2 separate regions of the Mus musculus genome follow, and region 2 is linked to region 1. The links are chromatin contacts, called in public HiChIP or PLAC-seq maps. All regions are on one chromosome and are shown on one strand. The core of a region is the stretch at or near the end of the contact, and the rest is flanking DNA. Distances in the headings are between cores, read along the strand shown. Region 1 overlaps Gm39383 (a long non-coding RNA gene). Region 2 has its middle 43 kb from the start of Gm39384.

Region 1 (4,413 bases), core at 500-2,999:
ATTTCATGCTATATTTTCCATTTTTGCTTTGGGTATGTTGACCTAGTTCCGACTAATTGCTTCTTAATACATCATAGATAAGTCATTTGCCTACTGTTTCTATTTAACTTGATAATTAATAATAGAAATAATAATAATAATTATGACAACTTGGGGGGTCACTTTGAACTGAGCTTTTCTGTTTCTACCTCTTTTGTAGGGCAACTTCAAGTGATCCATATTATGCTTGGAAGAAAGATGGTGTCCTCAGGGTCTGTGGTACCCAGAGCTCACTAATGTCTAAAGGAGGAACTAGAACTGGCTGGGGCCTCGCAGGTCCTATATTCTACCTCCAGAGATTCTGACCTATTCAACAATCACATGCTGATGTTCAGAAAGCTGGCCAGACTTCAGAATCAAGAATCCTGATCATAACTTGACAAAAACACTTAGGAGTATGGAACCTATCAAGCAAAACTCTCCAGGCAATGAGACACGTGAAAGCTTTTATTTTATATATTTTTCAACCCCATGTTTAAGATAACTGTTTCATTTGAGCTGGACAAACATCTATGGTCGGGAGCACCAGTGTTTTGCTCCCGTGCTCTCCCTGAGAAATGGAGACTGGCGGAGGCTTCTCAAGCAATACAATGTGAAAGTGCCATGTCAGGTGTCCAAGGACAATCTTTGTGTTTCCTAAAACTAAAAATCTAACTCCGTATGAAAAACTAAAATACATATGGAATTACAAGGAAAAGCTAAAAAATCAAAATGCCTGAATATCTAGAGCAATTCTTAGCTAAAAGAACAAAGGGGGAGATATGCTACCTGACACCTAGGGTCTAATTCTGTTGACATCAGTGGTAGCATGCTCGGCTGTGCATTTGGTCCTAAGTATTGTGAAAAAGAATTTATGTATATAGAATACATGGATGTAAATATATACAGAGAAATATATATATATACATACACTCATACATACATAGAACTACAGTAATGAAAGCAGCAGGAGATTAGCATAAAAACAGCCATATGGAGCAATGGAACAGAATATAGATCCTAGAAGAAAACTCCCTCATCCAAAACCAGGTGATTTTTGAGGAAGATGCCAAGAACATATGCAGAGGAAAGAGCAACCTCTTCAGTAAAAAGCACTGAATAACTTGGATTTCCTTAGGAAGAATGAAGTTAGACCCCTATCATTTCTCACAAAGATCAACTAAGAATAGATAGGACTTAAACATAGGATTCAGGTTATAAAACTGCTAGAAGGGAACACAGGGAAAATGATCATGACTCTGAAATGGTATTTTCTTCTTTTGATAAAACTTCAAAATGTGCTGGAAACAAAAGCAAAAATAGATAATTGGGATTATGTCAAACAACAAAAAAGTTCCCTATGTAGCAAGAGAGATGACGAACTGAATGAAGAGACACCCTACCGGATGAGTGAAAACATTTGCAAACTGTTCATTTGAGAAGAGCTAATACCCAGAACACAAGAGCAATGGAAACAAGTCAATGGTGTGTGTTCCCCCATCCCCCCAGGCCAGATTTCAAAATGGTGAGCAGACTGTCCTAGCCATACATCTGTTGCTGTGACAAAATACCACAACCAAGGTAACTCTTAAAAGAAAACGTTTAATTAGGGCTTTCTTATAGTTTCAGAGGTTTAATCTGTTTATAATCACAGGGGGCGGGGCAGAGCACAGCAGCTTGCAGGCAGGTGCTGGAGCTAAACTGTAGTTTAGTTCAGCTGTAGCTGAGAACGAAACCCTGATCCACAGACAGGAAGAGAGAAAAGCCCTGGCAAGGGCTTTTCAAACCTCAAGGGTCAACCCAACAACACCCTTCCTCTAACAAGGCCACACGTTCTAATCATTTTCAGTGTCACTCCCTGCTAACTAAGTATTTAAATACAGAAGCCTATGGGGACATTCTTATTCAAGTTTTCACACAGACCTAAAGACACACTTGTCAAAAGAAGACATGCAAATAACCATCAGAACTTGAAAATATGCCCATTGTGTGAATCTAAGGGAAATGCTTACCCAGACCACAATGGGGTGTCTCACCTCCTCTCAGAAGGACTATTAAAAAAAAAAAAACCCCTAAGGAAAATGAGTACTTGCAAGGATATGGAGAAAGGAAATACACACTGGTGTTGGTAATGTGACACAGATATTATAAAGAAGGTACAGAGGTGCCTCAAAAAAAAATTACAGCTAGAACTACAGTTAACCCATCAATTATATTACTGTATATACACTTCTGAGAAATGAAACAATTTTGCCAAAGATATATCTGGGCTTTCCTGTCCATTGTAGCACTATTCAGTTATTTATTTATTTATTGTAGGCTTTTTGTTTTTTTGTTTTTTTGTTTTTAAAGACAAGGTCTCTGGCTCTGGTTGGCTGGGAACTCACAGGTGTCTGCCTGCCTCTGCCCCCTGAATGCTGCCATCAGAAGTGCACACCATCACAACTGGCTGTAGCACTATTCAGAATGACTAAGACATGAAGAACTTAAGTCCCTTCACCTGATGAATGGACAAGGAATATACAGTATACACACACTGTGGAGTATACAGTATACACACACTGTGGAGTATACAGTATACACACACTGTGGAGTAGTATACAGCGGTAAAAGAATAAAACCTTGTTATCTGCAACAATGTGGGAGAAGTTGTGCAAGTCACAATGTTAAGTGAAAGACTCCAGGTACAGAAAAAGAAAAAAAATCCTATTTTCTCTCTTATATAAGGAAGCTAGATAGACATATGGACATTAGTAAAGAGGTGGTTACCAGAGGCTGGGGAGAGGAGAAGAGAGGGAAGGGTGTGGAAGGACTTAGTACAGGTAGGTACTAAGTTATGCTTAATTAAAATAGATACTTTCTGCTGTTCTGGTGCACAGTGGAAAAAGGATAGGTAGTGGTGATGCCAATATATTTCGAGTTTTTTGTTTTGTTTTGTTTAATGGTTTCAACACAAAGGTATTAAAAGGGTGAGGGCAATAAGGTGGCTTATCAGGTAAGGGCACTTCCAGCAGCCCTGAAGACTTGAATTTGATCCCCAGGGCCCACACAGTGGAAGGAGGGAGCCACACAGGTTATATTCTGATCTCATTCACACACAAGCCCTAGCCTTCTGTGTGGCCACAAAATAAGTAAACAGGTATAATGAAAAGTTTTGAAGTAATTTTATTTCCGATTAAAAGTGAGGCTAACACAATGGAAGAGACATTGTAGCTCCCAGCTACAGCATCTCAATAGCATCATTGACTCTGGTGACTGGATTGTACTCCAGGGCTGCTATAGAACCTTCCTACAGTGATAACAGAAAGGCCGATCACTTGAAACACCCCTCCCCTCCCCAATCCCAGTGATTACTGTGTGGAAGCCCCAGTGGAACACTCTGCTTCTCACAGCAACCTTGAGGCAGAAGTTGACTCTCCCACTTTCCTGATGTGCCCTAAGCTGTACTTCCTAGTGTCTCTCAGAGAGACCTTGCCACTGTCTGTAACTTAGCTGGTGACTCCGTGCTCCTCTCTCTGGAAGAGGAGGTCTGGTGCATTTGTCATTTGCGCTCTCATTTTGAAGTTCTTACCGCTGGATAATCTGCATTGATACACCAAGATCTGTGTTAGATTTAAAGATATTTTGGTTTTCTTCATTGTAGAGGAAACCAAAGCACAGAATAAGTTACAACGTACTCAGTATGGGGATCATATTATTGGGTGAAAACTCTAATTTCTTTATTAAAAAATTGTGTGTGTGTGTGCTACAGTACATATGTGGCGGTCAGGGGACAACTTTGTAGAGTTAATTCTTTCTTTTAGGGACTGAGCTAAGGTAGTGAAGATTTCTTGGCAAGTACCTTCACCTGAGCCTTCTCAATAGCCCACTTTTTTTTTCTTTTCTTTTTTCTTTTTCTTTTTTTCTTTCTTTCTTTCTTTCTTTCTTTCTTTCTTTCTTTCTTTCTTTCTTTCTTTCTTTTTTTTTTTTTGAGACAGGTTTTTCTATCTAGCTCTATCTGTCCTGGACCCTTCTCTTTAGACCAGACTGGACTTGAACTCACAGAGATCCACCCACCTCTGCTTCCCAGCATCATTATCACCACCCAGCTGTCCATGAATTTCTTACTGCAACATTCACTAGCATCAATATCATAGTCACACTTAAATAAACCCCTTTATATTTTAGAGTCTTTCAGTACTAATTTCACAGGAAGGACAAAGGATGTCCACAGGCCACCATGATCACATGTGAACACCTCCCAACTATCGACACTCTGCCCGAGTGGCACCTTTTGTGAACGTGCTGTGACACATCCTTATCAGTCAAAGCCCACAGTTCACATCTGGGAGTCAGACTCCATGTTGTCCATTCTGCAGGTTTGGACAAAGTCTCTCATGACATGAACACAGCCCT
Region 2 (4,413 bases), core at 1,060-3,559, 570 kb after region 1:
GAACCCAGAAATCACGCAGTGAAAATGAGAACAAGGAAGACAGAGGTGCTGGCAGCCATGCGGAGGTGTTCACAGACAGAAGACAGAGGAGCAATTCAGACGAGCTGGTGGGCAGTGGCTGCATCCTTAGGAGCATTTTCAGCCTTGTACAGGCTTCCTGATGGCAAGGGCCCCTTTTAAGCCTTCCTGTTGGCTTAGATAAATAATGGCTTCTCAGCCAGCTGGTCAGGCTTAGCCATGGGCTGGAAGCACTCTGTGCAGGCCTGTCCCTCTTTGCATTGCACTAAGTATAATCCCTTAATGCACTAGAGACTGGAAGGGCTTCATTAAATATAGTCTTAAAGTTATCATAGTCTCTGGGCTGCAGATTGCTGTTTTGTGGTACGTTGGTTTTATTTGTTGGCTGGTTGGTTTTGTTGTTTTTTATTTAGGGAGAAAAAAAATCCATCCATGTGCTTTTGGGGATCCTTTCTACACAACACAAAGCTTGGAAACCTTGGCACAGACTTATGGCAAACCCTCCAGACACCTGAGTGACCAGCTATGCTACTGTCTGCTAGCATAACGCAATAATGAACCTCAGTTTGAAGATGCCCTTTTATTTCCATACAAATTTCCCTCCAGGTTTTTCTTAATTAAAGTTAAAATGAGAGAATAATGGTTATGTCTGTAGGAGTCCTAATTTTTATTCAACCATTGTGTACAATGACTCTTCCTCTAAACCAATACTATGAAAATTTTTCTTTTAATTGCCTACTAATTGATTTAGTTCAGTTATTGACCCAATGGGGTGGTTTCCCGTATATGGCATGCATTTCTTTAATGGCGTTTAAGGGTAATAATTTCTAGTTTATAACCTTCATTCCTCTCATTCACCTGGTACTAAGTCCAGCTTCCAGCCTTATAAGCCTACTACTGAGGCATGGCTGAAAGACCAGCCACAGGTCATGGGATCATCACTTGCCAGACAAAGGCCAAAGACAACTGAGCTTTGTCCCATAGAGAGAACCCATCTGTACAGAAGGAAAACCGGCTCCAAGAGAGATCCAAGTGGTTAAACAAAGGACCACATACATGTCAAGTATCAGGGAAGGCCTTCACCAGCCTGTGCCATGTGCCTGTGCCTGTGCCATGGGACAGATGACCAGAATTGGCTCCCTAAAGGACTGTGGAGGGCTTTTGCCTAGTGATGGAAGCTATGCTGCTTAGATGATGAATATTGGAGACATCTGCTGCATCCCAAATCCACCATTTGTTCTGAGCATGGCTACAAAGCAAAGCAAAGTGAACTCTGACCTTGGGAGAAACAGCTTTGTTCATGGTAAAGTCTATGATGTGATGTCATAAGAGATTGCAGCATCAGATCAGAAGTGGGGGACAACAAATGGGCAGTCCTCTTTATAGACAAAGAACAGTAAAGTATAAAAATTGTCAGCAACCCCAATAAGGACCTGGATAGAATAATGCAGGTACTCTTAAAAAATCCACTGAGTGCCAGGCAGTGGAGACACATGCCTTTAATCCCAGCACTTGGGAGACAGAGGCAGGTGGACTTCTGAGCTTGAGGCCAGCATGGTCTACAGAATGAGTTCCAGGACAGCCAGGGCTATACAGAGAAACCCTGTCTTGAAAAACCAAAAGAAAAAAAAAATCCACTGAGCACATCTGTTCTAAGCAAGTGGCTATCCAAATTTTTGTTTTACCATGACCCATATGGAAAATGTATATCACACATTAAAACTAAGTATACACACATGTAATATATAATTAAATTTTATAAACATTATTTTACTGTACAGAGCTCATAGACATTGCCTAGTCAGTCTTTCTCATATTTCTAAAATTTATGCATATTTATGTTTTGAAGGTCCTACAGTCAAGGTGTCAGCAGAGTTGGTGCTAATGGGCATCTTGGAGTGACTATATCCAAATTTCTTCTCTTTAAAAAAAAATATTTATTTAATGTATAAGAGTATACTGTAGCTTCAGATACACCAGAAGAGGGCATCGCATCCCATTACAGATGGTTGTGAGCCACCATGTGGTTGCTGGAATTTGAACTCAGGACCTCGGGAAGAGCAGTCAGTGTCTTAACTGCTGAGCCATCTCTCCAGCCCCCCAAATTTCTTCTCTTGTAAGGACTCTAGTTATACTGGATTAAGGCCCACCCCAAAGACCTCACTTAATTATGACCAAAGCCCCATGAATCATAGCAAGACCTGATCAGGCTTTGTAACAAGCAAAGCTTCAGTTAGCAGTGTCAGGGACAGGACAATGTCTAATGCTTTATCCCCGAACACAGAGACATTCCAAGACACTGAAGGTCATGGTTTCAGTGTCTAAGTTTTGGTTGAGATAATAGTGTCATACCGTCCTGACTTCAAACAACAAGTTAATGTCACAGCCTGCTATCAGTGGTGACATGCAGTTTGTAAACATTGTTCAAGGGACAATTGAGTGCCCTCCCTCATATAATTTACTGTTGATCCAAGGCTTAGTGTGCTTTTCCTGCAGTGGGCCAGATCATATATATTTGAAGCTTTATGAGCCATGCACTCCCCTTTGTTTTCTTAACCCATAGAGAATGTGCAGTCTTACCTCGCCCTTTGTGTACAGTGGAGTTGATGAAGTGTGTGGACTTGTCATCTGGCTGCCTGCCTACCTGACAGGCACTTCCTTAAAGCATTGCAGGCGAGGACCTGTCACTCACTCAACTTCCTCCAATCTGTTTCTAGGTATAAGCAAGCCTAGGAATAGTCTGCGTGCCTGAGGACGAGTTTCTAACAAAGGAATGCTAACTAGAAAGCACAAATATGCCGCCTTAGTGTCTGTTTTCAAATGCTGAATCAGTTAAGTCTGTCACAAGGAGGGAAGAAGGGACGTGTCTGTTTAGTCAGATCAGCTCTGTTTTAGTTGGGAGGCTGACTCTGCCACCACGTCGCTACCACAGTTTGTCCCATTCTATGTAGCCCATTCACAGAATGCAAGAGCTGCATTTCCTCCACATTAGCAGTGCTCTACAGGGCTGGGTAAAAGAATAGGGAAGGAGAGAGGCTAGTGTCTACCTCTCCTTGTTTAGTAATGGCATTCCCCTCAGGGAGGGGAGGAGGGGAAAGGGTCCTTGCATTCCCTTCAGGGACACATCCCCAGCGAGCTAACTTCCTTCCACTAGGCTCGACTTGCCAGAGTTCTGCTGCCTCTCAGTTGCACCCCAGGCTGGAGATCAAGCATTTAACACGTGGGCTTTTAGGAGATATTTAAAGTCCAGACAACAGAAGTTTGTTTGTATAAAATTAATTGCAAGATCAGCTAAGATGACTGCCTCCTTCTCTCCAGATTCCTGTCATGTTTTTTGAAATCGATGTGTTGGGTTGTCTGTGGGCCAAGTTTAGCTAAGGGGAAGTTGAGTTGAGGAGATGTTAAGAACTGTGTGGTTCACCATCACTGTCTGCATTGGGATCTTACTGCCAGGAGTATGATGAGCTGGAGGAATCCCCTCTCTGCCGATGGTGCCCGCTCACATTAGTGATGCAGTGATGCAAGGCCTGAGGGACTCATGTTATCCCCATGTCCAACATCAGCTGCCGAAAAGGCTTATAGTATAGAACACTGTAGCCATAAGCTAGTCAGTGGGAAACACTGCCCATAGTCAAAGTATAGACCAGAACCTTAATTAAGTTCTTCCTCTTGTCTCATCAAAAGCCAAGTTCTCTCTGGTTAAAATGTAAGTGGCAAGGGTTATGTATAAGGCAAATGTATACCTTTTTGTTTTGTCTGTTTCTTTGACTTTGTCTTACACTCTGTGTGTGTGTGTGTGTGTGTATGTGTGTGTGTGTGTGTGTGTATGTATGTGTGTGTGTGTGTATGTGTGTGTGTATGTGTATGTGTGTGTGTGTGTATGTGTGTGTGTGTGTATGTGTGTGTGTGTGTGTATGTGTGTGTGTGTGTGTATGTGTGTGTATGTGTATACATGAACAAGTGCTCACTATAACGAATGTGTAGAGATAAAAGGACTACTTGTGAGAGTCCGTTCTCTTCTTCTACTATGTGGGTTATTGATACAGAACTCAAGTCGTCAAAGCCTAGCAACAAGCGCTTTTGTCTGCTGAGCCATCTCATCAGGCCTTCCCTCTTCCTCTTCCTCCTCCTCCCCCTCCTCCTCCTCCCCCTCCTCCTCTCTCAGTTGTTAGTGACAAGTTGTACTTTGTACCAAGGGCTCCAAAAGCTCTGTTTTAACATGAGACAGCATTCCTCTGACTCAGGGTCTGTCTCCTTGGGAGCTTTATGTTCAAAGTTTGCTAAAATTTTCCTTTTGGAATAAAGAAGCTCTCCAAATCCATTCACATCGCTCTTTTTAGAGTCTATGTTCTTCAAAGTAAAAAGACTGGATTCCATGTCCACCCAGGTACACAG

Evidence for each region. HiChIP or PLAC-seq counts read pairs in DNA pulled down with a chosen protein or histone mark.
Region 2: an H3K27ac HiChIP or PLAC-seq map of large pre-B cells shows a contact between it and region 1, with 2.3 times the contacts expected there. The contact joins two enhancer-like sites. A contact is called at or near these places in 1 of 115 datasets of contacts at active chromatin or transcription factors (large pre-B cells) and 1 of 9 other capture datasets (embryonic stem cells).

Annotation. Positions count from the first base shown.
Region 1 is chr9:83,041,917-83,046,329 of GRCm38.p6, forward strand. Gm39383 (a long non-coding RNA gene) reads left to right here. Exons shown (of 6, transcript XR_870950.2): 6 at 200-2,333. Among named protein-coding and RNA genes, the nearest start is that of Gm35746, 29 kb to the right of the region's middle. Within about 2 kb of position 1,750, at least 19 of the 459 cell types and tissues checked have an H3K27ac peak or open chromatin away from gene starts, as enhancers often do.
Region 2 is chr9:83,613,797-83,618,209 of GRCm38.p6, forward strand. No RefSeq gene overlaps it. Among named protein-coding and RNA genes, the nearest start is that of Gm39384, 43 kb to the left of the region's middle. Within about 2 kb of position 2,310, at least 26 of the 459 cell types and tissues checked have an H3K27ac peak or open chromatin away from gene starts, as enhancers often do.